Regions from separate parts of the Mus musculus genome. Here regions 2, 3, 4, 5, 6 and 7 are each linked to region 1. The links are chromatin contacts, called in public HiCAR-type, capture Hi-C and promoter capture Hi-C maps. All regions are on one chromosome and are shown on one strand. The core of a region is the stretch at or near the end of the contact, and the rest is flanking DNA. Distances in the headings are between cores, read along the strand shown. Region 1 holds the start of Slc41a3 (solute carrier family 41, member 3). Region 2 holds the start of Abtb1 (ankyrin repeat and BTB (POZ) domain containing 1). Region 3 holds the start of Podxl2 (podocalyxin-like 2). Region 4 holds the start of Tpra1 (transmembrane protein, adipocyte asscociated 1). Region 5 has its middle 7.8 kb from the start of Gm36268. Region 6 holds the start of Rbsn (rabenosyn, RAB effector). Region 7 holds the start of Mrps25 (mitochondrial ribosomal protein S25).

The links. Promoter capture Hi-C pulls out the DNA fragments that hold promoters and counts their contacts. HiCAR-type assays count read pairs that join an accessible place to other places. Capture Hi-C pulls out chosen DNA fragments and counts their contacts.
Region 2: a promoter capture Hi-C map of liver shows a contact between it and region 1, with 3 times the contacts expected there. The contact joins the promoter of Abtb1 here to the promoter of Slc41a3 in region 1. A contact is called at or near these places in 3 of 9 other capture datasets (adipose tissue, liver and pancreatic islet).
Region 3: a HiCAR-type map of astrocytes shows a contact between it and region 1, with 4 times the contacts expected there. The contact joins the promoter of Podxl2 here to the promoter of Slc41a3 in region 1. A contact is called at or near these places in 2 of 39 promoter capture datasets (the 3T3-L1 cell line and hippocampal neurons) and 3 of 115 datasets of contacts at active chromatin or transcription factors (astrocytes, embryonic forebrain and fetal liver).
Region 4: a contact with region 1 is called in a capture Hi-C map of embryonic stem cells, with 4 times the contacts expected there. The contact joins the promoter of Tpra1 here to the promoter of Slc41a3 in region 1. A contact is called at or near these places in 5 of 39 promoter capture datasets (cranial neural crest, frontonasal cranial neural crest, hippocampal neurons and 2 more), 3 of 484 Hi-C or Micro-C datasets (B cells, CD4 T cells and the G1E-ER4 cell line), 4 of 115 datasets of contacts at active chromatin or transcription factors (astrocytes, embryonic forebrain, kidney and 1 more) and 3 of 9 other capture datasets (adipose tissue, embryonic stem cells and liver).
Region 5: a contact with region 1 is called in a promoter capture Hi-C map of stem cell-derived epiblast-like cells, with 4 times the contacts expected there. The contact joins the enhancer-like site here to the promoter of Slc41a3 in region 1. A contact is called at or near these places in 7 of 39 promoter capture datasets (3T3-L1-derived adipocytes, cranial neural crest, frontonasal cranial neural crest and 4 more) and 1 of 115 datasets of contacts at active chromatin or transcription factors (pancreatic cancer cells).
Region 6: a contact with region 1 is called in a promoter capture Hi-C map of adipose tissue, with 4 times the contacts expected there. The contact joins the promoter of Rbsn here to the promoter of Slc41a3 in region 1. A contact is called at or near these places in 1 of 39 promoter capture datasets (pre-B cells) and 2 of 9 other capture datasets (adipose tissue and liver).
Region 7: a contact with region 1 is called in a promoter capture Hi-C map of pre-B cells, with 6 times the contacts expected there. The contact joins the promoter of Mrps25 here to the promoter of Slc41a3 in region 1. A contact is called at or near these places in 2 of 39 promoter capture datasets (hematopoietic stem and progenitor cells and pre-B cells).

What each region holds. Positions count from the first base shown.
Region 1 is chr6:90,603,304-90,606,923 of GRCm38.p6, reverse strand. Slc41a3 (solute carrier family 41, member 3) reads right to left here and starts at 2,044. Exons shown (of 11, transcript NM_027868.2): 1 at 1,916-2,044.
Region 2 is chr6:88,840,355-88,843,974 of GRCm38.p6, reverse strand. Abtb1 (ankyrin repeat and BTB (POZ) domain containing 1) reads left to right here and starts at 2,040. Exons shown (of 12, transcript NM_030251.3): 1 at 2,040-2,206; 2 at 3,075-3,137; 3 at 3,210-3,265. The coding sequence starts at 2,151. Podxl2 (podocalyxin-like 2) reads left to right here. Exons shown (of 8, transcript NM_001347327.2): 7 at 289-468; 8 at 999-1,418. The coding sequence ends at 1,208. Gm15612 (predicted gene 15612) reads right to left here and starts at 1,121. Exons shown (of 3, transcript NR_045880.1): 1 at 879-1,121; 2 at 1-494.
Region 3 is chr6:88,873,156-88,876,775 of GRCm38.p6, reverse strand. Podxl2 (podocalyxin-like 2) reads left to right here and starts at 1,730. Exons shown (of 8, transcript NM_001347327.2): 1 at 1,730-1,857. The coding sequence starts at 1,797.
Region 4 is chr6:88,900,376-88,903,995 of GRCm38.p6, reverse strand. It overlaps Tpra1 (transmembrane protein, adipocyte asscociated 1), which reads right to left and starts at 1,745. Exons shown (of 12, transcript NM_011906.2): 1 at 1,466-1,745.
Region 5 is chr6:88,923,081-88,926,700 of GRCm38.p6, reverse strand. No RefSeq gene overlaps it. Among named protein-coding and RNA genes, the nearest start is that of Gm36268, 7.8 kb to the right of the region's middle. Within about 2 kb of position 1,545, at least 227 of the 459 cell types and tissues checked have an H3K27ac peak or open chromatin away from gene starts, as enhancers often do. A contact at or near this core is called in 3T3-L1-derived adipocytes, pancreatic cancer cells and stem cell-derived epiblast-like cells, where this site is marked.
Region 6 is chr6:92,213,035-92,216,654 of GRCm38.p6, reverse strand. It overlaps Rbsn (rabenosyn, RAB effector), which reads left to right and starts at 1,785. Exons shown (of 12, transcript NM_030081.3): 1 at 1,785-1,944.
Region 7 is chr6:92,182,481-92,186,100 of GRCm38.p6, reverse strand. It overlaps Mrps25 (mitochondrial ribosomal protein S25), which reads left to right and starts at 2,078. Exons shown (of 4, transcript NM_025578.4): 1 at 2,078-2,261. The coding sequence starts at 2,128.

The DNA.
Region 1 (3,620 bases), core at 795-3,294:
CAGACAGACAGTCAGACAGACAGACAGACAGACATCAGTTTAAAACTCTTAAAAGTCTAGAAGAAAATATTTGGTTGGGCATGAACTGCATGGAGGTCCCCCTGGGGAAAATGAAGCGTGAGCAGAAGCAGCTAACAGCAACCTTGCTGCAGTGCTCTGCTTCTCCACTAGAGGGCCCTAAGGCCCATGCAAACAAAAGACTGCACACCTGCCTACCGGCAGTGACCATTTGGCCTCACAATCCTCACCGCACATGCACCCTGGCCAGGGTGTGCAATGGGGATCAAGTCAGTCCCTAGCGTGGCTCAGCCTAGCAGTCGGCATCCAGCAGACATCGGCACCAGTCGGGGATATCCTGGCCCATCAGCAGGGACCTCCATGAAGGTGACTGAAGATTCACTGGGAATGTTCAAGTGTCTAATGAGAATACTGTCACTGGTGCCTCATTCAGGCACTAAACACTACCATTCAGAAGCATCCTACTGCCCGGAGAGATTGGCCTTAAACACAGGCCTGTGAGCACCTGCTCAACAGTCAGGTACTAAGCATCCCTCTGGCACAGCACACAAACTGATGCCCACTTGACTGAGACAGGGAGATTCTAACACGAGGCGGGTGGGCTGAGTTTCTGGGATGGATGGGTTGCCTCTTAGCTGCCCACTATGTAGAATAAGGAGAGCACATCTGCACTTTATCTTCTTGACTTTATAGAACATTCCGGTGGGAATGTACGGGAACCCAAACTCAGGGTTCGAATCCCAGTTTCTCCTCTTCGCAGATGTGTGACCTTGGGAGAGCAAAATACCATCCACCTCAGAGTATGAACGGAGCGCTGTAAGACCCTTTATCCTAGGGTACCTTCAGAGGTTTTGCTTACTACCAAAAATATTAAGAGAACATTTCTAGAAATAAAGAATTTGTAGGTTTTGTGCTCAGTTCTGAGCAGCATGGTGGACCGATTCAGTTAACACTACACTGTCCCTCCTAGAACATGCAGCACTCCTCGGCATAGGGATCTATGCTGCAGATGCTGCCCATCAGCTAGTCACCCTCTCAACAGTTGTTAGGGTGGCTGAGCTGTTGGCCAAGCAACGCTTAGTCTACTTAATAATGGCACAAGTATAGTGATGGTGACAATTGTATCACAGTATATGATTACACCTGCCCTACCTTAGGGGTGTTCATCTTTTACTGTGTCTAGTTCACAAGTTAAGCTCTACCATAGGTATGTATATTAGGAAAACAATCTATATGTCTGGATATCATTCCAGGATTCAGACACTCTTTGGGAACATGTTTGTAACTCCCTGCAATAAGGGGAGATCACTATACCCTTCTATAGTATATTTTCCTTACAGGGCACTTGGCCTGACTCCAGGCTCTTCTGTACTACTTTACAGTCGTGGTTCTTAAGCTACCATAGTACCAGCATGAGGCCAGCCAGCGTCAGGAAGCAGAGCAAGCTCATCTAGATATCTGGGTCAGGTTGGAATGGCTGCGTCTCTAAGTGGTCTCCGTGGCGAAGAAGCAGTTTGAAAACCTGAGTTTTAAAAGATTTATAGAAAGGATCTGGTAGACTGAGGGATCTTCTCAAGTCTGAACAACCTCTAGCTTGACAACCTGGAGCGCAGGGACAGCTCGCTGAGCCTGCCTTAGGGTGGTCAAGGATGATCTCGGGGTGCTGAAGGAGTTAACCATAACCCCTAGAGTCAGGCGCTCTGGGGTTCATCACAGGCAGAGGGAGAGAGATCAGCGGGGCGGGTCCCTGCAGACCTTTGGAGCGAGGATGCCACAAACTGACCCGCCCAGTGTGCCTAAGACAGATCCTGTGCCCCACGCCCCATCCCGAGGGCCATTGACGCTCCGCTTTCCCTTGGCTTCCCCGGCTCCCAGTCCAGCTCCTGCCCGCGCTTACCGGTCCTCTCCCGGCCGGCGGCGAAAGCGAGGCGGCCAGGCGCGCGCTGGACACTGTGGAGGCCTGCGGCGGGAGGAAGCGAGAAGGGCAGCAGGCGGGCCAGCCCCGCCCTGCCTAGGCGTCCAGACAGAGGGGCGGGGCCACAGGAGGGGAGGGTTGCTGGGCGAGTGTTGTGGGCGGGGCCAATCCACAGAGGTGGCGCTTGAAAAACCCAATTTTTAAAGCCTTTTAGTCAGGACAGCTCTCTGATCGAGCAGTGGGGTGTGCAGGGATGCTCCCTGGGTGCCGAAGGACCCAATGACACGCCTCAGAGGCGGTGCCGCTTGGGGTGGGGCCAAGAAAGAAGAAGCTAGACCCCGGAACAGGACCATGAGTAGGGCGGGGTCACGGGCGGGGCCACGGGCGGGGGCGGGGCTGGGCGACGGAGTAGCCTCCAGTAGCACACTGCAAGGGCCAGCTTCCCTTAGGATACACATTTGCCTGTTCAGTTTTCAATCTGACATTTCTGAATATTTCACCTTTGAACACTTGTGTATGTGTCATGAAAGTTCTTCTGTCCTTCAACATGTGTGATCCTCTCACTCTTATCAAGATACAGCCTTGGAAGACTCAGCCAGCAGTGGTGAGCCTCAGTGGACACCAGCTCCTACAATCTATCCCGTGCCCCCACTTATGGCTCTTGGCTGATTCAAGAATCCTGAGCCCTGGCTGGATTCTAAGCTGCCAACTGCACCTGCAGAAACCGGATGTGCAAGACCTGTAAGACAGTAGTTTTGAAGAATACAACACAAAAAAAGTATGACAGGGCAAGGCCCGGGGAGATGCAAGCCCAGTTCCTGGATTCTGTCCCCAGCAAATGAAAAACAAAACAAAAACAGATGACAGTGTTCCACATGTTAGGAGAATTTACAGACTGGATGGCTTACATTGTCAAAATATAGTGCTGAATTCCAAGCTCCCAAAGTGATTGCATTTGTCAATCCAGCTTATGTAAGAGGTAGCAATGAACAAGTGAAGTCACAGGGTGCAGTCACAATGCGACTGGAGTCCTCTCAGGAAGAGACCCTGCCAGCTCATTCTCCCTGTGTGCATGCAGGTGAGACATAGAAAGACAGTAGGAGGGAGGCGTCACCAGGAATAGCCATCCATGAACCTTGAACTCCATGTTGATATGCTTTCATTTATTGTAACAAAATCAACTTATACAAAGAAAAGGGTTTATTTTAGCCCATACTTTTGAAGGTTTCATAAAGGTTTAACGAGTTTGATTCCCAGACTGAGGCACTGTGGGCAGGTGGGGGGTAGCAGAATCTTAGGTCTGACTAGAACAGGGAAAAGCAATAACTGGTGTCACAGTCTTGAAGAGAACCCTGGACCTCAGCCCCTGATCCCTCCATCACAAACCCTTTGATTAAAGGCTGACCCAGAAAGCCCTGTGACAGTGAAAAGGAGAGGCAGAAAAGACAACAGGAGGTTCACTACCAACATGGCAACACGTGAGTTCTGGGAAACTCAGAGATAGCCGACTAGAAAGAGCAGAGAGCAGGACAAGGTCACCACCCACTAGACCTCACATGAAGCGGGTACTCCCTGAGGACAGAGGTAGCCAGAGGCGGGCAGGAGCAGAGCAGGGTGTCAGCAGGGACTCTGCAGGGCTTGGGGACATCAGCAAATAAACAAGCAGAGGCAATGAAGGGAGAAAGTA
Region 2 (3,620 bases), core at 791-3,290, 1.8 Mb after region 1:
GGACAGGGGTGGGGCCCCATCTATTTGGGCCGTGACTGTCATCACGTCTCAGTGATGTGCAGGGCCAGAATTGGTGCATTCAAAGTTGTGTTGGTGTAGAAACACAGTGAGGAAGTGAAGGAGCCAAGAATGTGGACCCTGGGAGAGGCTTGGAAGTGTTCTTGGATGAACCAGTAGGGACAGAATGGTATGCCCCTCTATGCAGGTCCAGGCCCCAGGGCTGTCAGGGGCTCTAACTCACCCTTGGAATGTTAGCTCTTAGGGCTTTCCTGATACCCCCACTCTTAGATTGGCATCCAGAACTACTCCACCACCAGCAGCTGCCAGGCACGAGCCACCCAGGTGCGCAGTGACTACGGGACGCTCTTTGTAGTGCTGGTGATCATTGGTGTCATCTGCTTCATCATCATTGTGCTTGGCCTACTCTACAATTGTTGGCAGCGCCGGATGCCCAAGCTCAAACACGTGGTGAGTAGGCCAGGGAGGGCTTAGGACTGTAGGGCAGAGTGTGGCTAGTATCACCCAGTGCTACCCAAGAGCCTCACCTAGAAACCTGTACCAACTCAGTTGTGCTCAGTGCCACCATCTACCCTCTCTGAGCCTGGTCTTCGAGGAGATACACAGTGAGGGGGAGTTAAGTCTCACCAAGGGATCCCTCCTCTCCTCCAGCTCTTCCTAACCCCAGTGCCCCATTCTGCAAGGCTTGAGAGCAGCTGCTCCCCTCAGTCCTAGAAGCCAAAGGCTCCTGCAACCTGCACAAGAGAAAGGGGGCAGGCCCTGCACATTCTGCCCTATCTCGTATGCTTTGAGTGGGCTGTCTCATGTATAATGCGCTGTTGGAAGGGATCAAGTGACACCAAGGGGGTCACAGGGTTTACCTGCAGAGGTTTAGGTTTGAGTTGCAGGCACTTGTATCCTGGGCCCCAAGGGAGTAGTACCCTGGGGGCTTGGCGTGGCCAACCACTGTGCGCGCCTAGCGCTCTCTCCTGCTGCTGCAGTCGCACGGTGAGGAGCTGCGCTTCGTGGAGAACGGCTGCCACGACAATCCCACGCTGGACGTGGCCAGCGACAGCCAGTCGGAGATGCAGGAGAAGCAGCCCAGCCTGAACGGTGGGGCCATCAACGGCCCGAGCAGCTGGAGCGCGCTCATGGGCAGCAAACGCGACCCTGAGGACTCGGACGTGTTCGAGGAGGACACTCACCTGTGAGCGCCGGGCCACGGGCGCGAGACTGCCCGACGCCACGGCCCCGCGCCCCTCCCGGTCCTCCACGCGGACCACTATGCTTCCCCACCGCAGCAGGCGACCGCGGCGCAGCTCCCACCCCGCCCTGCCCGGCCCCGAGCGCTTGCCCGAGGCCAGCGCGCTCCCCGCGCCAGGACTCCATTAAAGCCGCTAAGACGCGCGGGCCGCTCCGCCTCCACGCCTGTTTTTTGCCTTCCGAGGGCTGCACTCCGGGGAGTGGGTGGGATGGGCCTGGAGGAGTAGGTGGGGCAAGGGAGGCTGGCTGGGCGTGGCCAAGGACGGGTGGGCTGGGAATTTCATGGAGTTTGTGGGCGTGGTTAGGGATATGTGGGCGGAGGGTAGGGAGTATAAGGTCATCTGGGTGGAACCAGGCCGGGTGGGCTGAGCCTGAAGTAGGCTGGGAAAAGTCCTGGTGGGCGAGGCCTCGGCCTGATGTGCGGGACCTGAACCGAGCTAGACTCAGGACTGACAAGCGTTCCAAGCCTGTGGGAGGTGCTGTTTTCAGAACGGATCCCAAGAAATGTGGGCGGGGCCTGCAGCGAACTGCTCTTCCGGTGAAGCTCTTCTGAGGAGGCGGGGTCTTGGTAGTGAGCTATTCTTCGGGCGAGTGGGCGGAACCTGGGGGAATTGAGTTGTCCTCTAGACGGGTGGGCGGGGTGAAGGCTAGAAGTCCCCAGAGGCTAAGTGGGCGTGGTTAAGGTTACTGGGTGCGGCCTTGGGGAGCGGCCTTCTGGATGCGAGGGCGGGGTTCGGGCCGGACGGTCCTCCGGGCGGCAGGCGCCGCTGCGGAGTCGCAGGCGGGCATAGCTAGGCCGTGCCGCGAGGGGCGGGGCGGTGAGTGTTTACATCCGGCCGGGCACAGACGACTCCCGAGATCACTCGGCCGGGGGTCCAGTCTCTTTCGCCATGGATACCAGCGACTTGTTTGCCAGCTGCAGGAAAGGGGACGTGGGCCGTGTGCGGTGAGAACCTGAAGTGCAGGAGGCGGGCAGGCGTCCGCAGGGCTTATCGGGCACGGGTGTGGGGTTGGGCGCCGTGGGGCTCCCGAAGCTGACCGAGTCAGGGAGATCGGGCTCTAGGTCCCTTACTTAGCTCGGTGCAGGGAAACGACTCCTCTCCGTGGAGGTTCCAAGAGGCGCAGGCGCCGCTGGTGCAGCCAGTTACCAGCCTGGCGCCGAGACCGTGATCTCCGTGGGCAGGCAGGGAAGAGAAGGATCCTGACCCTTTTCTTTGATAGACTCCTTTCTCCCATGGCCCTTCCTTCCAAGTCCCCTGGTCCTCAACAGATGTGACCAAGCTGCAGCTCTCTCCGACACCAGATGCCACCTCAGAGTTAATGATCCGTCCCTCAATTTGAATGCAGCTCTGAGAGTTCAGGTCTTGCCTCAGATAGCCTCCTTGGGCTGCCATGTCCCAGTGATCGCTTTCTGGTTCATGACCTCTTCTCCTCAACATTTTATCAATTGTTTTTTCCACTTCTTCCATAGATCTGTTCTGTTCCCCTCCTTCCCCGCCCCCAGTGCCTGCATCAGCTTTCTTCTGACTTCCCTGCCATTGGCTCCCCAGGCTGAATTAGGGGCCCCATCACCTTCTCTCTCCCAGATATTAAAAGACCAAATTCTCAGCCTTCTGAACCTGGGGCTTGGCCTCTGTCCATGAAGCCATCACCCAACTCACAGTTGCAGACCCTTGCAGACCTGTGTAGTCCCAGGCCTTACCCTTCTCAGAGGCATTCCCTAGCCCAGAGAGATGTGGCCTCCTTCCCCTTCCTGGTTGTCTCTCTCCCAGATGAGAAGCAATTCTGACCCAGGCTTTGAACTTCCTGCCCAGGTACCTGCTGGAGCAGCGAGACGTGGAGGTGAACGTGCGGGATAAGTGGGACAGCACCCCTTTGTGAGTGTGAGCGGTGGGGTAGCTGGGTGGGCAGGGTGGGCCTACCCTACTGACAGCTTCCCCCTTTCCTAGGTACTATGCCTGCCTCTGTGGGCATGAGGAGTTGGTGCGCTACCTGTTGGCTAATGGTGAGAGAGGGTCAGGGTCTGCCTGTAAGCTCTGAGACCTTGCTCCATGTTTGTATGCACCCTTGATTTCTTGTTAACTCCCTAAAGTCAACACATAGTACTCTCTAACCCTCTATCCACTTTCTCACGTTACCCTTGACACCCAGGCCAGTTCTGGGGCTGTCTCCTGTACTGTACCACCATTGGTCTGCTAAACTGACTCTCTGATCTCCATATTTGCAGGCAGGAGGATCTTTCCACAGCAAAGCTGATGGGAGTGTTTGGGATAAAAGCACGTGGGCATGGTTGCCCACACCTGCAATTAAATTATTGGGAGAGAGAAAAGTCGAGACAGGGATTATCTTAAGTTCAAAGC
Region 3 (3,620 bases), core at 481-2,980, 1.7 Mb after region 1:
GGAAATAGCTTTGATACAGCTGAAGTAGGATCAAGCAAGAAGCTGGAACAGTAGGTCTCAGTAGCTCAGGATCCTCGAGGGTGAATCCTGTCAGGGCTGCCTTCTTGGTCTTCCATTCTGCAATATACAAACCTTATCGACATTTGCATTGAAAGTGCGGGGTGCGGAGATCAATTAAGAATGATTTTCTGCTGTTTGAACAGGTGAAAGACAACTGTCTTTCTTTAGAAGTTAGTCTGATCATATAATCAAACTCAAATCTCCATTTACACTATCTGAAAAGATGGTATGTCATAATAAGCCCTGAGAATTTTGTAGTCAATACAATTTGTTGTCTGTATATAGACATTTAAGTCCCAGAGCTGTCCCCAAGTATAGGGATCAGTGTATACATTACCCATCTTGTTGATCTTGCCAGTCTTCCTCTTCTTGTCTGTAGCCAAGATCTTCAGGGAGTCGCCCTCTGTCAAGTCTGATCCTTATTATTTCGGAAGGAGTCCAAAGCCTTTTCTTCTTTTTTAAAACACAAACCTAGAGTCTCTCTCCCAACACAGCATGCCTTTAAGTACAGACTGATTCAATCTAGTAGAAGACTAGGCACTGGGTTTCCTGGAGCTGGAGTTACAGACAGTAGCAAGTGTGGGTGCTGGGAACCAAATCTGGGTCCTCCAAGAGCCACAAACTCTGTGCGGAGCTGTCTCTCTAGCTCCCCTCCCCCACCAGACAATCTTATGTCGCTCAGACTGCCCTGGTCTTAACCTGAATCCCTTCTAGTGCGGTACAAATATTACAGGCGTGGGACAGTCACGCTTCAGTCAGTGTTTTCACTGTCACTTAAAGAAGTGAGACATCTTTCTATCTGAGAATTGCCACAGTTTCTCTCTGTATCTAGAATGGTTTCGCCAAAACCCAGCTTACCCAACATCCATGCATCCTATAAATGTCTCCATAGAAGGTCCCCTCTGCCTCCGTTTGTGCTTAACCTGCCTTCCTACACTTGTGGCTCTGGAACATGCTGAGGAATGTTCCTGCCCTCCTGACACTTAGGAAGAGCAATGCCTGTCGGATTTGCCATATTGGCACAAAAAGAAACTTGAAGTCAAGGAGAAGCGCTGGCTAGAGAGAAAGGTGACTCCCACAAGATGTCTGAAGACAAGGACAAATCTCCTCAGGCTGTGAAAGCCAACTGGAAATTGGGGGTCTAAACTACCCCTGGAAGCTGTAGTGGGTCAGAGGTTAAGAGCATGGACTGACCCAAGTTCAGTTCCCAGCACCCACATGGTGGCTCAACAACCATCAGTGGACTTCAAACACGCACGTGGTGCACATATGTACATGTAGGGAAAACATTCACACACATAAAATGAAAATAAACTACACCCGGCACAGAGTTCAGCTCTCTGCTCTTGCCCAGTCCCTTCACCAAAGCCTGGTCCTCTCCGGCCTTCAGGATCCCCAGGCCACGTGCCCCAACAGGTCCCTGCTGATCCTGGCCTCTGTCTCCTTCGCTGTAACTGGGGCCCGGTCTGCTGCACAAAAGGTTCGGGACCCGCTTCCCAGGGAGGTCCCCCCCCCCGGGTGGCGAAGTGCTCGAGGCCCGAGGTGCAGGTGCGAAGCCGGACTCCGCAATAGGGTCCCGCCCCCGATCCCTCCGCTGCATCGATTGGGCGGATGAGCGCGTGAGTGGCGGGTACGCAGGCCAACGGGGCGCACGCGCGCCGCCGCCTTCGCTTTGCGCGCCCCCGAGGCCGGCCCGGGCGCCGCGGCGCTGCGGCTGCGGGCGGCAACGCTGCACCATGGCCCGGCCGCTGCGGGCCGCCCGACTGCCGCCGCCGCTGCTGTTGCTGCTGGCCGCCGGTGAGTGGGGCCGGGCCAAGCCGCGAGGGCGCAGCGCGCCACGGGCCAGTGCTGGCAGCGCCGCAGAACAAAGGCTGTGGGGCGCGCGGGGTCGGCCGCGCGCGGGGAGGAGGCGGCGGCGCGGGGCCTGGCGCGGGGACCCCCCAGGCGCCCTGTCCTGGGCGCTGGATGCTCCGTGCCACGCGCGCGCTCGAGGACGGCGGCGGCGGGGCCGCTGCACCAGGGTGTCCGCGCCCCACCCCTCGCCAGGTGACAGGTGACAGGTGACCAGTCTGCGGCCAAGGAGCAGAGGGGCGTGTGCGTGTGTGCGCGCGAGGGTGTAGAGAAGCTCAGCAGGGAGGCGAGAGCGCACGGGTGACACCCTTGGAGAAATCGCATCGTAAAGGTCCGGCGGGTACCCAAAGCGCGTGGGCCGGGGATGCCGAGGGCCGAGAAAGAAAGAGCTGCGTGGCCGAGGTGGATGTTTACATGTGCGTGGAGCTTGCCTGGGAAGGCGTGTGCGTGTCGTTGTGAACGCGTGTCCTCGACTGCGCGGGGCAACTTTATTAGGAGCTGACAAAGGGGTAGGTCTGCGACAGCGACTGCCGCCATATGGGGCTGTGTGTGAGACTCGGGTACGTGGTTTTCATTCAGCAGTCACTCCGGATACCTCGTTAGTGTGGGCGTGTGACAGGTCGGGGCCTGAGGCAGGTAAGAAATATGTGTGTGAGGGAGAAAGAGACAGCTTCTCAGGGTAGACATGGGATTCAGGGGTGTGTGCGAGTGTAGGGGGCGGGCACAAAAGCTTGACAGGCTCAGAGGCAAGCCGCCACCACAGAAGGGGAGGGAGGAAGGCTGACTGCAAAGGTGGGTCAGACCAGGACATGGGAGAGCAGCTTTCTCAGGGAAGATCGGAGCTGGGACCCTGTCCTAAGGTGGGCCTGGGGCAGGAGCAGGGTGCTGGGCTGGGTGGGCTACAAGACTTGGTGAACGCGTGTCCTCGACTGCGTCGCTTCCCCTCCAGTGGAGACAGGCATGGGACTGGCCACTAGTGCTCAGGCAGTTACCCCACCAAAACCCACCCAGTGTAATGTATACAAATTCGAGGAGGCGTCTATGTGAAGTCAGGTGAAGACCTTGTTTGATATGAATAGGTGGTGGGCCCTTACTTTGAGACTGTCAATGATAGAACACCAGGAAAATGTCTGGAGAAGGGCGGAGGTGGGAGAACGCTGATTAGGGTTGTACTTAACTGTAATTCCAGCTCTTTGGAACCTAAGGGGCAGGAGGATTGGGAATCCAAGTCCAGTCTGGGCTGCAGAGCAAGACCCTGTCTCTAAATAAATAGATAGATAAATAAAACAAAAAGTCAGAGAGGTAACTGACCCCTCACACTGCTGTGCCTGCCCTGGGCACATTTTATGGGGAAGTGTCTATTGATGTTGGCCTGGGACATCTACACAGACCACCCAGATCTTTGCAAAGCTCTGGGAGGTCTGCTCTCTCTCTCTAGGTAGGGACCACACCATCTCTGCCAGCAGTGCAAGTCAGTATGGAGACCTGACTCTCATGACCCCATCCTGGTGACCAGTGGGATGACAATCAGGGTCCCTCCTTTCCTCTTCTCTCCCTCACCCCGTTTGTATGCCCCCATCTCTGTGCAGGCACACGTGTGTCTATCAGCGTGCCTCCTTTCTACACCTTTGTGTAGAAAGAAGAACGCTTCACTCATGCACTCTTTCTCAGCGGCAAACATCAGTGGAGTCGGGTGGGGGTGGGGGATG
Region 4 (3,620 bases), core at 496-2,995, 1.7 Mb after region 1:
GGGCACATGCAATGATAGAGAAGTGAAAGGAGCTGGCCCACCAGGGAAAAGAGGAAGGAGAGGGGGCAGACTGGGACAAAGAAGAGCTATGACATCTTGAAGGAGCAACAGAGCATCATGGAGGAGCCCAGGCCTCTGGAGACCGGGGGAACTGAGGTAAGGTTTCTTCCACCCGTGAACCTGAAAGGGCAGCTCTGACCTCAGCGCATTCTCCAGAGGCCAGGCTCCTGCCCACGACTCAAGCCTCGCCTTCCTCCTACCCTCTGTGGCTAGCTTGTTGGGCCTAGGTGGGACCTGTTCGGACACCCCAGACACCTCCCCAAGGGCCTTCTCTCCCTGCCCTGGGAGAGGTTGAGAGAGCTTGTCTTTCCCATCTGTGCAATGGGATTGCCCAAACCTTCTGAGTTCTTTTATGGGATTCCTACCCAGTAGAAGGTAGCAGTGCAAGCAGCCCCCCAAAGTTCTCTCCCTTCCCTCCTAGGCTGCTAAGCCTCTAAATCTAGCTGCAGAGCAGCATAGGAAATCCCCAGAGGATAGAGGCTAAGTTCCATGCCTCTCTGAATCTGTCAGCCTCAGTGATAGAGGAGAGATTGTGTCCTAAGAGGCCACTGTGGACAACAGGAAGAAGGGATGGTCCAGGTGACCTGCCCTCTGCCTCCTGACAATCCTTCTTGCCCTTCTTTAGCCACCAACTTATATCTCCCCTACCTCAGGGGCCTTTGTGTTTGCTTACCCGCAGCTTGATCCCATCATTTGACTCATTACCTCCCCCTCTAAGTGGACTTTATCTAGCCCACCTGGCTGTTGTTCTTTCAATGATTGTTTTTAAAGATAGGGTCTCATTGGGCCCAGGCTAGCCTCCAACTCTGCAAAAAGCCAAGGCAGGTCTTGAACTTCTGATTTCCCCCCTGCCTCCACCTCCCGATTCCTCCACCACCACCCAGTTCTTTGGTGTGCTGTTTATAGAACTGGGACTCCATCGGCAGCAGGTGTATTTACATGCTTGTGTGTCTTGTCTGTCCTAGGTCTTGTGACCCAACCCTCTAGAACAGGTAAGATCTCAAAAAAATGCTATGACGCGCACACATTTCCAGCACAATGCAACCAGGCTGGACAAGGATTGGGGGTGTCTGGACCCCAGACCCCACCACCCCCTCCTCGCTACGGAGCTAAGTGGAGTTGCCCTTCCTTCCGCAAGGCCAGGAAGGCAGAGGCAGAGCATGGGCTGGTCTTTCCGGCTGCCGCTGAGCTCTGGCTGCACCCGGAGCGGCGGGTGTCCAGCTCCATCCAGGATCCGGTCCTGACCGCTAGGGTCCCCAGAAACTTCTCAAAGGTTGTCTTGCGGCTGTACCCCAAGTGGCACGGGGACAGAAGGAGACGGTAGGCCCGAACCCGAAGAAGGAGCAGGGGCAGGGCCTCCTCGCTAGCTTGGCGGAGCAGGAGATGAGGACTCGGCCGCGCTTACCTGAGAGCAGGGCTGCGCAGGCCGCGGGACTCCGACCCCTGCGAGGTAGCGAGAACCGGGGAGCGTCGCGCAAGAACCGCAGCTGAGATGCTACGTGGATCGGTCAGAGGTGGCCGGACGCCGCCAGCGCGCAGGACTCACGGGACCCGCGGACTTCCCCGGTCCTCCCCTGGCAGCGGCGACTCTCAGGCGCCTTGGCTAGTGTTTTTCGTCTAAGCAAAACTGTGAAAACAGTCACAACCCCTGTTTGTGGCACTCATCCCCGCCCCCTCGGCCTCCAGCAGCCTATCGTAACGGGATTCCACCCACAGGAGTGGAACAGACCAATAAAATTCCTCAGATGGGCGAGGCGGCCCGCGGAGCTCTTAAAGGGACTGCAGTCGAAGCAAAGCAAAGTGTGGGTGACGGAAACTTCAAAGGGGAGAATTTTTTTTCTGCACAGCTTACCCCTAAAGCGTTTCGGGAAGCGTACTGAGCACGCTGTGCCTTTGCCCCGCATCTTTCTGCGGACAGCTCCAGTCCTCCGACCGGGTCGCCCTATGTCTTTGAGGATGGCGCCTAAGGGACCGGCGCCCCATAAATACTGACCTCTGGTCACCTGGACTAGGAAGGAGGGAAGGAAGGGCATCCCTTCCTCGGACGCCCTGTGCTTGCCCACTTCAAAGGGATCTGGCGTTTACAGGGCTCCAGTCCTGGTCTCAGTCACCCTGAAGGCTGGGTGCTATTAGTGGCGTTTTGCAGAAGAAACCTGAAGGGGTTAAGGGAATAAGTCCAAAGCCATCCAGCTAGGAAGTGGCCAGACCAGATCTCTTGCTTAAGCAGGTGCCTTCCAGAGGGACAGTCTTTCCTGTCTGTCGCCTTCCCTCCCTGTGGGACACCCCCAGGGCAACTTGGAGGCCTCATCTCAGGTCATCTGCTTACCTGTGCACCTTTGGCCGGCCACAGGATCTGCCCTATAGGCCATGTATTTTCAAACTTGTGGCTGCCCTTGGGCTTCTCTGCATGCAACCTCGGGCCTGTCTTCTCACATTCTCTCTTCACAGAGAGCTTCCTGGGCTCTCCCTCAAGAGTAGGTATTGACTTGCCTACCCCTTCCTCAGGCATTGGGGGGGGGGGCAGTGTGTCTCAGCAACACCTTAGAGGTGCCTCAGTGCTGGTTAAAGATGTAGGCACCTGTTTATTATAGGATCCCAGGACTGCCCCGTCCTGGTCACACAGGGGCTGGAATGACTCTGGGCCTCTTTGTGATTGGTCCGAGACTTAGCATCCCTGAGACTTCCAGGTTAGTCCCATTTGTCCATTTTGGTCTTAGTCACAGAAGCTGGCTGTGCCTGCCTGCGCCTACAAGGTCTGTAACAGCCACCCTGAAAACCATCAAGAGCTCCCAACTTCCTGCCAAGAGAATACAGTGCCCTGTTTAGGAATAATAGCAAAATACATGTCCTAGGCCCTCCTTGACCTCCAGGTGTCAAAAAGGCCACAGGAATTGAACTCAGGGCTTCTAACCATGCTCATAACCACTAAGCCTTTTCTCCAGCACCTGTCCCCAAACCCCACTGTCAATCACAAGGGCCTAGGGACTAAGCAAACGGGGTGTGGTGGGATGATATGTTTGTAATCCCAGTGCTCTTGAGGCTGAGACAGAAATATTGTCTCACACACCTTTAATCCCAGCACTTGGGAGGCAGAGGCAGGCGAATTTCTGAGTTCGAGGCCAGCCTGGTCTACAGAGTGAGTTCCAGGACAGCCAGGGCTACACAGAGAAACCCTGTCTCTGAAATAAATAAATAAATAAATAAATAAATAAAAATAAAAATAAAGAACTATCGTCTCAAGTTTGAGGCTAGCCAGGGCTATGTCTCAGAAGAACAGTAACAGTATGTCACTCTGCACTTGACCCTCTGGAATTCGGGGCTCCATGTGTGATGTCTGGGAGATTTTTACGGCATTTGCTGAGTGATGGAGGTCATCGAATGCCTCTTTCCCTCTGGCAGCAGAGGCAGTTGCTCCTCCATCACTGTGGCCTCTGCATACAGGACAGTGTGGCATCCAGGAAGTCACATGAATGGGGATCGGTCAGGTAGTGTTCCTGGCTTGCACCAGTGCAGGGTATGGACAGCTGTGCCCATCTTGGGAACCTAAAGCATGTTTGGGA
Region 5 (3,620 bases), core at 296-2,795, 1.7 Mb after region 1:
AGGAGTCTGGGGATGTCCACTACTGTGCTGAATAACACTGGCAGTTCCCTTTCCACTCTGAGTCAATGCAGGTAACCTGTCCTCCTTCAAAGAGGACTATCCCAGCACACACAGACAAGACCAGCCTCCTCTAACTCTTCCTGGACTCCGTAGTTTAGTCCTAACATTTGGTTTTGCCTAAACTGGCATTCTGGGTATGTTGGGAAGCAACTCTGCCTGTATCTTCTCTCCTTTATGGCCTTAGTCTCCACTGCCTCCCCAGCTAACAATAGCCTCTTTACATCACCCCCCCCCCTTCTCATCCAGGCTATTTATTTGCCTGTTATCTGTGATTTCTAGTAGAACACAGCCCAGAGGACAGGGGCCCTGTCTATTCTATACACCACCAGAGCCTAGAGCACTGACTGGCACATAGTAGGTATTTAGTAAATGTCTGCATGAATGAGCAACTGCAGATTGGGAGCAGCAGGCTGGAAGAGGGCTGCTGCACACAGGGCCAAAGTCAGGGTCTGGCCATGAGCCCTGCTTTGAGCGGCATCCAGTCAGGCAGGTCCCATGCACTGTCAAGCCCCTGCCTTTGTGCCCCTTCCCCTCCCATCAGTCTCCTCAGGCAGGGAAGAGGCCAAGAGGTCATGGGTCTCCTAGAGACACACTGGGGGGCAGGGGGAGGGTCTCTATTCAATAGGAAGCATTGTGACACCTAATCACTCTGTTCCTGGTGGAGGGTGTCACAGGGGTGATTCTCAGTAGCCTCAGTAGCCTAACAGAAAATTAGCATGGCAGCCAGCAAGAACAAAGAGGCAGATCCCTCCCCCCCCCCAGGGGGCCCTGCTCACAGCCAAGCTCTCCCTCACAGTATCCCAGCCCTTTAAGCCTAGCCTCTCACAGGCCTTAGACAGAGGAGGCCCTGAGAACTCTCACAGATGCAGGTGCTCTGACAAACGCGTGGAGGAAATGAGCAGGTGCTCAGCAGCCCTGTGGATGGGCCCCTCTGTATGGAGCTCTCCTGCGCATGCCTGTGCTGTCTGGTCTTTTGTTTTTAATGTAGACTTTGCAAGAGAGGACACACAGAACTTGGAATAATGGGTCTGTAGTAGAAAGGATCCCTTTCCACACCTGGCTCCCACCCTGCCCCCAAGATAAGCACGCCCACTGAATCCTTGCAAGATTTCTTTATGCATATAGAGAGATGTGGACATAAGGACAGATGGACACACACACACACATGCACTCTAAGCTTGGCTCTGCCTGTTATACCTCTCCATTACACTCCGTCTGGAGTCTCTTCTTCATCAGAATGTATCTTGAACCCCTGTGGCTCTCCTGAAAGCCTGTGTGTCACTTCACAGTGAATCCCCTCTTGTTGGACATTAAGGGTACTTCCAGCTCTCTGCTTTAGCAGATGATATCTTGATATGCCAATCTTTACACATTCCTCCCTCTGCAAGCTGCTTTTCTTTTTTGCTCAATAATAAATGATGCTTATCTTCCCGGGTAAACAGCCCTGCCAGTCCTTTGAGAGCTGAATAGCATGCCATTGTGCTTTCTAGCCAAAGCAGATGTAACCACTCCCTCACTGGAGTCTAGACTGTTGCCAGCATTTTGTTATTACAGGCTGCTCTGCAGGGACATTCCTTCAAGCTAAGCCTTGGCACATGTCCTTAATTCTCTCCTCGGCCACGTGCCCAGAGATGGAATTTATAGGTCAAAGGGTGTGGTTTTTTTTTCTTTTATCTTTTTTTGGTGCCACATTTTAAAATCCTTTGAAGTGTGTGTGTGTGTGTCTGTGTGTGTCTGTGTGTGTCTGTGTCTGTGTGTCTGAGTGTTTTGTATTTTCTTTTAGGCTAGAGGTTCCTGGAGGTGCCCTCAAAGCTTTCCTGTGGTTTTGCATAATGGGCTCTGTATGCTTTCTCTCCCTCCCTCTAAAATTGCTCAGCCATCGTCTGCGCCTGCCTCATGGGTGGGAGCAGACTAAGTCTTTCCCCAGCCTGGAAGCTTTTTCCCCTGAGCAAAATGTGGGAGGAGCTGTAGCTCACTGGAGTTCCTGTGTGACCTGGGCAGCCAGGGAAAGCAGGGTGTGGTGGTGTGTCCATAGCCACAGCTGCTCCTGCTCTGAGGTTGAGTTGGCCTGAGACCTGGGACAAACATCTCACCACTAGGAAGCATTACCCAGACTCAAGCAGAGGAGCCTGAGTTCCAGGCCAGCCTGGTCTACAAAGGGAACTCCTGGCAAGCCAGTGCAACATAGTGAGCAAAGAAATGAACAAAAACAAAATCCAGAGCTCAGTGATCAAGGCATCAGGGCAGTAAAGACTGAAGATGCTGAAGATGAGCCAACTCTTCACCAATGGGCCTGACTTGATACCTTGGCCATCAGGAACATTACTAGGCCCACTGGCCAGGCAGGGCCTGAGGATTGGGTGTCCCCTATCAGTGTCACTGCCTGCCATGGGCTGGAAGTGTTGGAGCCATTGGAAGAAAAGGTTCACCTTCTCCCTGCACTCTCTGGCCTTCCAGCCTGCTTGGGTGTTCTATGCTCAAACACAGATTCCCTTTGGCCAAAGGCAGGATAAGACTGAAATGGTTGGGCCAATGACACTGTGGCAACTCCCTAGCCACCAGGTGGACAGCTACAATGGTTCTGAGAAGCCTGAGACAGAGGAGGAGACCCCACTAACCCTCGAGTGCTGGGATGGTGCTGGGCACTGTTAAAAATCACTATTATTGTTAATTATAAATTCTCTAGGTTCTTACTGTAAGCACACCCCTCTGATGTTCATGTTCCTGCAAATAAACAAAGACACTAGGGGGGAGAAGAGCAATTTGACTCCCTAATTAGCAGCTATTAGATCCTCCCTAGTTTCTCTGAGCAAAACGACTATCAGATAGTCAACCAGATTACTCTTATGCCTAGAGGAAACTACACAATTGCAGCTGATTGCTACAGCTCATGAAAGTATAGCCTAGTCAGGGCTGTTTTAGTATAAGACTTTGGTTATTACAAATCTTGGTGAACTCTAAATAATTCTGAAGCCATTTCTTCCTAGAGACCAGAAAGGAGTACTTCCTCTGGTGGTCTAGCAGAGGGACTGCTGTGATTGGTGGCAAGAAGGAAGGCTGTGAGTGGCCTAAACACAAACCTCCCTGGCTCTAATTAGAGCGAAAAGAGTTAGGCTGTGGTTGGTGCAAACTCAAACCATCATTTGCATGTAAGGCTTGCTGTAATTGGTGTAAATACAAATGTTTATTTGTATGTAAGGCTTATGGTGATTGGTGCAAACACGAATCCTCATTTGCATGCAAGGTTTGCTGTGATTGGTACAAACTCAAACTGTCATTTGCATGTGAGGTGTGTGATCTGTGTACTCACCTTTCTTCAGGTTTTAGAAACAGGCTGCTCAGCTCATTCAGCTCAATGCTAAAAGAACAAAAAAATGTGTCCCAATATGATGGTTCCTAGTGCCAGACTGTCCCGAGGACCCACTCAGGGCTGTTGACAAAGCTAATGCTTGCTTCTCCCTGACTCATTTTGAAGACCCTTTGTGAACAGCATCCAAAGAAACTCTCCTGGATTCCAGAAACAGGCAGGCAGAGGACACACAGCTGCTTCAGCCTGAGGC
Region 6 (3,620 bases), core at 536-3,035, 1.6 Mb before region 1:
ATTTTGAGTCCCACTTTCTGTGTGCATGTGGGAGAACTGAAGAGTAGAAGGCAAGGGACACATTCAGAGTCACAAAGTAAGATTTTCTTGGAGGCAGGAGCTCAGGTCTGTGGAGCCCTAGGAGTTGTCCTCTCCATACTCAATGCTGTTGAGCTGAGGAGGTACGGTAAGGAGCCTAGGCCAAGAGACTGGCTTCATTTCATCTGCACAAGGAAGTAGAGACTGTGACCACCTTCAGACAGTCATTCCCAGAGTCAAATGGGTCAAGTGCCACAGCCATGCTAGGCTGGGATGGAGGCAGGAGGGATGGAGGCCACTTTCTGGTTCCAAAGACCTGCATCTTCCCTGAAGCTCCCACTTCTGGGGCCCAGGTTACTGCAGTCTAGATGGTGTGCTGGCTATAAAGCAAACAGACCTCAATAACAGATGGGTCTGTCTCTGTACCCTGTGGTTGTTGCATGGTACAGCTAGGTTCAGACATGACTGATCTGCCATACTGTCTTTTGTAAATTGCAGGGGCTATTCCTGGTTGTCAACTTGACTATATCTGGATGAACTACAATCCAGAATTGGGAGGCTCACCAGTGATCCTAATCTGGAGGCTGAGATAGAAGTTTCTGACCTGAATCTTGGCATGGAGATCTTGAGGCACAGTGGCTATGAATTCCAGAAGATTAAGACAGGAAGATCTCCAAGTCAAGGTTATCTGGGATTAAAGGTGTGGTGGCAGACACCTTTAATCTGGGCCACACCTTTTGCTGGAGACCTATATAAGGACATTGGAAGAAGGAAGATTGACACTCTCTTCTTCAACTGCTTGCCTTGTGGGACTGAGTGACTGCTAGATCCTTGGACTTCCATTCACAGCTGCTGCTGACCATTGTTGGGAATTGGACTACAGACTGTAAGTCATCCACCAATTCCCTTACTATATAGACTATAGAGTTCTGTGACTCTAGAGAACCCTGACTCATACATAAATGCCACTTATTTTGCAGAGATCTAGCTACCCTCATACTTTTTTATGCTTTTTTGAGATGGAGTTTCATGTATCCCAGTATGGCCTTGAACTTGCTATGTAATTGAAAATTAACTTAAATTTTTGGTCCTCCTGCCTCCATCCTTAGAGTATTGGTGTTACAGGCATGGGTGTGTGGTGGAAATTGAGTCCCAACCAGGATCAATTGAGCCAACTTCCAATCCCTGACACGACTCCTCAACGTCTCTACTTTCTTTGGCTCAATTTCCACGTCTTTCTGTCTCCTCAATGTGCTGAACATAACTTAGTCTCTCGCACTCAGAAACTTTTTTTTAACAACAACAACAAAAAAGTAAAAAAACAAAATTTTGTATGTGTGTTTTGCCTGCATGTCTGTGCACCACATGTGCAGTGCCCATGGACTCCAGAAGAGAGCATATAGGTAGCAGACAAGCAGTTTTTCAAACCTGGGTCCTTTGGAAGAACAACCGCTGTATTAAGGCATTTATGCAAAAATCTCAGAAACTTTTTAACGGTCTCTAAATAATGTTAGCGCTGCAGGCACATTATTTAAGAGCCAAAGTCTCAGTTTCCCCACCTATAGGGTGAGTGAAGGGCGAGTGTAGGGTTTCACATCGATGTGTTGCTAGGACCTGAGAGAACTTCGCAGTTTACCTCCTCCTACTGGGCCCGCCCCGTTGCGGCAGCGCCTGCGCAGCATCCTCTTCCAGGTTCAGTGCGCTCGAGGACTCGGCGCTCGACCGCCGCGTGTCAGTCTGTCTTCCGGTTTCTGCCCGGCGCGCCTGTCGAGCGCCGAGCCACTGATGGCGATGGCTGCCACTGGTCTCTGAGGAACCTCGTAGGCCGGCAGTCAGAACCCGAGGTGGAAAGGCAGGCTGCCGACTGCCTGTCGGAAGCCGCAGGGAGTGAGAAAGGGTGTCGCAGAGAGCGCGGCGGTGGCTGAGGTGGGTGTGACGTGTGGTTTGAGATGACGATGCGGTCGGGAGATGAGGCTTTGCGGGCCTCGGCGCCGCGCGGGTCTCTGCCCGCGCCGTGACGTGTTGCGTGATGTCCCGCAGAGTCGCGTCCCGCGGGTGCGCGTGGCCGTGCGGATCTCTACAGAGCCCCCCGGCTGGGTTTTTCAATCCAGTCTGGAGGCGAGAGTTTGCACAACTGGCCTTCTGGTTGCGGCATCAATTGCGGTGGTTTGTGGTGGCACCTAATTAAGTGACTTTATGTTAAGGTCCCCCACTTCATTCGCGGAACCCTATTATCCCGCTCTCCGAGTTCTCGTGGTGATGGCGAAAATCCCAGGCTCTCCTTCCCGGCTGCTGTCTTGTGTTAGTCACTTCACTTGTGTATAGGCTATGGCACCCCAGGCAGCTGCTGTGAAGGCATCCTGGAGGGAGCCTGCCTTGAGTAAGGGGCGTTTCTCCAGGGTGAGAACTGAGCTGCGATGTGTGGCCAGGGTGCACGGGGACGACTTCTGTTTGACTTTTTCTTCAGGATGAGTTGCAGGCGGGGAGGAGGCAGCTGTCACACCCAGAGGATCCTGTCAGCCACTGGCTGGGGAGAGAACCGGTCGGACCTGAGGCTGGCTGTTTAAGTGATGCCTCAGATGCTTTCCGGGATGGGTCTGCATGTGTGTAGTCTCTCGATTTATTTATTTAATCTCAAGACAAGGGTCTCACTATGTATCTATGTCTGGCCTGGAACTTGACATGTAAACCAGGCTGGCCTCAAACTCACAGGTATCTGTCTGCTTCTGCCTCCCACGCCTGTCAAATTTCTTAATTAAAGGAAATAACAGGCACCTAGCGTCCTGTTTAATTTATTTTCTGAGTTGCTGTCACCCTTCACCTTTGAGGACCAGATGGTACCCTCCTCTGTGCCCTCTGCAGCACACCACAATTCTAGCTACACAAACTCCCACTCTGTGCTGTGATATGTGGCCTCTAAAGTCTTGGAAACAGATTTCTTTGCTTCTGTGAAATGATTTTATCCTTGTTCTCAATGGTTAGGAGTCTTTCAGGGTCACATCAACAGTGACTTTGCTGTAGTCCAATAAGACAGAAAATGTAAGTTATTAAGCCCTGAAATGTTTAAGTATCAGATTTTTCTGTTGAAGGGCAGAGAACATCAGACCTGCTGCCCCACTGTTCTAATTTATAAAATCTAGTAAACACATCAACTCACTGTAAATGCAAAATATAATTTTCACTAATTTTATCCATCCATTCATCTAAACTAAGCGACAGTTTGCTATGTTGGCCAAACTGGTTTTGAAATCATAGATTCAAGTGAGGATCTTCTGCCTCAGACTTTTCAAAGTGCTGGAACATATTATCAAGCTGCACTGATAAGTTTCTTCTTTTTTAAAATCTTAATTTAAAGATACATTTATTTTGTGTGAAGGGGCTAGAGGACAGGCGTGTGTGGAAGCCAGAGGATAACTTTCAGAAGTGTATTCTCTCCTTCCACTTTTATGTAGTTCTGGTGATCAAACTCAGGGTAGGTGGCAAGTGCCTTTACACTGAGCCATCTCTCTGGCTCTTGATTTTTTTTTTTAAATACTTCTCTTTAAAGAAAAGTTGAAAGGCTTATTGTTTGTATTTGTTATTTTTTCTTTTTGGTGTTTAAA
Region 7 (3,620 bases), core at 829-3,328, 1.6 Mb before region 1:
ATGCAGTATCATCTTCTGTGATGAAACTTCAAGGTCTGCAGCCTCCCCAGAAGCCTAGCACAATTTTTTTTTAAAGACTTATTTGAGTACACTGTCACTGTCCTCAGACACACCAGAAGAGGGCATCAGATCCCGTTACAGGTGGTTGTGAGCCACCATGTGGCTGCTGGGAATTGAACTCAGGACCTCTAAAAGAACAGTCAGTGCTCTTAACCTTGCCTAGCAGAATCTTAATCACTTAAGGATCTTAATCACTTAATGATTTCAGTTGCAGCGTCTTTCGGAAGTTGTCAGTCTTCTTACAAGCAGCAGCTGGCTTGAAGAAAAACCAGTAACCTTTCTTGGAGCCATTAGGAAACTGATTTGCAGGGCTCAGTTTCCTCCCAGCACCTGCAGTGGTGAGTTCAGAGTAAGCCAAGATCTGATGGCTGCAGCAGAACCCATGACTTGTAGGAATACCAGTAGTAACTTTGGTTTTTGTTATTGGGCTGTGAGTGAGGACAGTTAACAGTAAGACTCCCTCTTACTGTCAATGGTTTTCTCTTAATAATCCTATGTCCATTTCCTGTTAATTGGCTGTTCCTCCTCTTGATCTACGGTTGACTTTATTTAATCCCGTTTACAGTATTGAAGCAGCTCTTGGATTAAAGGTGTGTGCTGAGACTGAGCCATACCACAACTAAAAAAGGTTTTTCCAGTAAGTAACACCATTGTGGGGCTCACAGTGTGATTAGATACCCTGCAGCCGCCTGCTGCACTCTCAAGGGTATGCTCTAGAAGCTTACCTTCCTCTTCAGACATGTAGTTATAGCTGAAGCTTATTAGTGATGTGTTCACATATATGCAGGCAAAACACTCATACATAGGGGCTGGAGAGATGGCTCAGTGGTTTAGAGCACTGACTGTTCTTCCAGAGGTCCTGAGTTCAATTCCCAGAACCCACATAGTGGCTCACAACCATCTGTAATGGAATCCGATGCCCTCTTCTGGTGTGTCTGAAGACAGCTACAGTGTACTCATAAATAAAATTAATAAATCTTTTAAAAAATATAGACATAAAGTAAAAAAAAAAAAACTAAAACAATTTACAATTTGGTAGCTGGGGAGATGGCTCGGTGGGTAAGAGTACTTGAGGGTCTGAGTTCTGATCCCAGGATCCATGTAAAAATCTAGGTGAGATCATCTGTGCCTGTAACCCCAGAAGTGTGGGTTACAATCCCAATTGCTGGAGCTTACTAAGAGAACAGAAACACAGCAGGACACTTTTCCCCCAGCCTTCATGTGTGCACAGGACATGTCTAGAATTGTTGGATTATTTGAGCAGAGGAAAGAACACTTAAGTTTTGAAAAAAAAATACTAGAATAAAAGATTAACAGATGAAAAATGCTCTAATGGGCTTATCAGTAGACAGTTCATCTATGAAGCCTGGGAAGTCAGTTGAAAATTTACATAATTACAAAGGGAAAAAATCTTGAGAATCCTATAGAAAAATTAATTTCAGCCATAAACAGCGATTAAAAATTACAGTGGGGCTGGAAAAATGGCTTAGCAGTTCAGTGCACTTGCTGCTCTTTTAGAGGTCCCACATGGCAGTTCACAGCTCTGTAAGGTCAATTTCAGGGGACCCAACGCCCTCTTCCAGCCTCTGCGGGCACTGCGTGTATGTGGTGCACAGCCACAACACACAAGCAAAACAGTAAGGTAAAAATAAATCCTAAAAAAAAAAATGCAGCGCAGAGTGACATGTTGATTGTTGACTTGTCATATCTGTCACAACCACTCTTAACAAGCGAACGACCCCCTCCTCTAAGCAGAGTCCTTTGAGGCAGACCCTGACGCGCCAGAGCAAGCCACTCTTTCCTCCTTTGCAAATAAGTTTTCCCTTTGAATCAACAGCGACTTTTCCGTCAAGCTCTTCACTTCAGAACTGGAGATCTTGGGAGAAGATAATTGGTTTCTGTGAAGACAAAAACGACAGGTTGATTCCCAACGCTGAGGCGGCTGCGAGCCCGGGCCCAAACTACGAGTCCCAGGCTGCCCCGCGGCCGCGCTGGCCGCCGGGAAGTGCCTCCCAAGATTCCCGGAGCCGCGCTGGTCCGCGGCTTGAGGAGTTCCTGACTTCCACCATGCCGATGAAGGGTCGCTTCCCGATCCGCCGTACGCTGCAGTACCTGGGTCGCGGGGACGTGGTATTCAAGGAGTCTGTGAAGATCATGACCGTGAACTACAACACGTATGGGGAACTGGGCGAAGGCGCCAGGTCAGTGTGGGTCACAGCCCTCGGGGTTCAGTGAAAGAAGCTGAGGCAGTGGAGGGCATCCCGACTGATCCCCGATAGAAACCCGAGTGCTCCTCCACCGGAGGGATGGGTTGCGGCTGGAAGGCTGGCCCCTTGTGCGAGGCTGTGGCGCGGGGAACGCCTTGGGAGCGGAGTAGTAAGTTTCCGCACCTGTGCACAGCATGGCTTGCTGCTGCTTAGGACACTTGATGAATGAAAGGTTTCATTGACCCGTTTATCATCTCTGAGCAATGCTTTGGACCCTTCCGAACTTACTGCACATTTATTGAGCGCCCAAAACGCTGGGTTCAGTACTGGGATTTTCCACAGTACGGGATAAACATGACTGTAGATAGAAGTGGATTTGTAGAACGGATCAGAAAGAGAGAAGAGAATAATTTTCAAGGTGGAGAGTGGCCCCTGTGGCAAAGACCTTGACTTCATGAGAGCCAGAAGCCGCCTTCAAGCCATTTTCTCTGGTCAAGTTGACCCCCAAGACCTAAGATTTGCTAGCCTGGGATCTGCTGGGGTGAGGGCTCTCTGGAACCCTCTCGGTGGACCAGAGGGTTCGGGCTCTACTCCCCACTTGTCAGGAGTTTATGCATATGCAAAGGCCTCTTAACTAGTTGTATGACCTTGGGATCACACAAGTTCTCTCAACTTCTGACAGCATTTTTCCTAGGCGGAACACCACAACATCAGTGTGTTGGTGGTGGTGTGGGGTTGCTGGAGAATAAAGTGCCTGGCAGAGTGCAACAGGTGCTGACCTTGTGCCCATTTGATCCAGTAGGTGCATCTATATCTATCTGGTTTGTGGGCACAAGGCTCTGTGCTTTGGGATGGGAAGACAGAGACTTGCTGACAAGTTCTGCCTTCAAGCTTTTGGGTGGTGTGCTGTGGAGCTTTCAGGGCAGTGTTTCCTCCCCAGAAGCAGTTCTTTCACTTTTTCAAGTTTTGTGTTGATGTAATTACTTAAAGGTCTCCACCCCACCCGACCCTGTGTTTGTGTATGTGTGGATACATTAGCATTCAACCAAAGATAATGTTTCTAAGGAGCTGGCTGACTTGGTTTCTTTTTGAAATAGGGTCTCTCAGCCTGGGCTTCATGGATTCAGCTAGGCTGGTCAGTAAGCCTGGAGCCAGCAAGCAAGGGCTCACACCTGGCCTTTTACCTCTCTCTCTCTCTCTCTCTCTCTCTCTCTCTGTCTGTCTGTCTCTCTCTGTGTGTGTGTGTTTTGTATGTCATGAGAGTTTATTTACACCATATGTGTGCAGGTGCCCATGAAGCCAGAGGGTGTTGGATTCTCTGGCACTGGAGTTACAAGTGGTTGTGAGGCACTT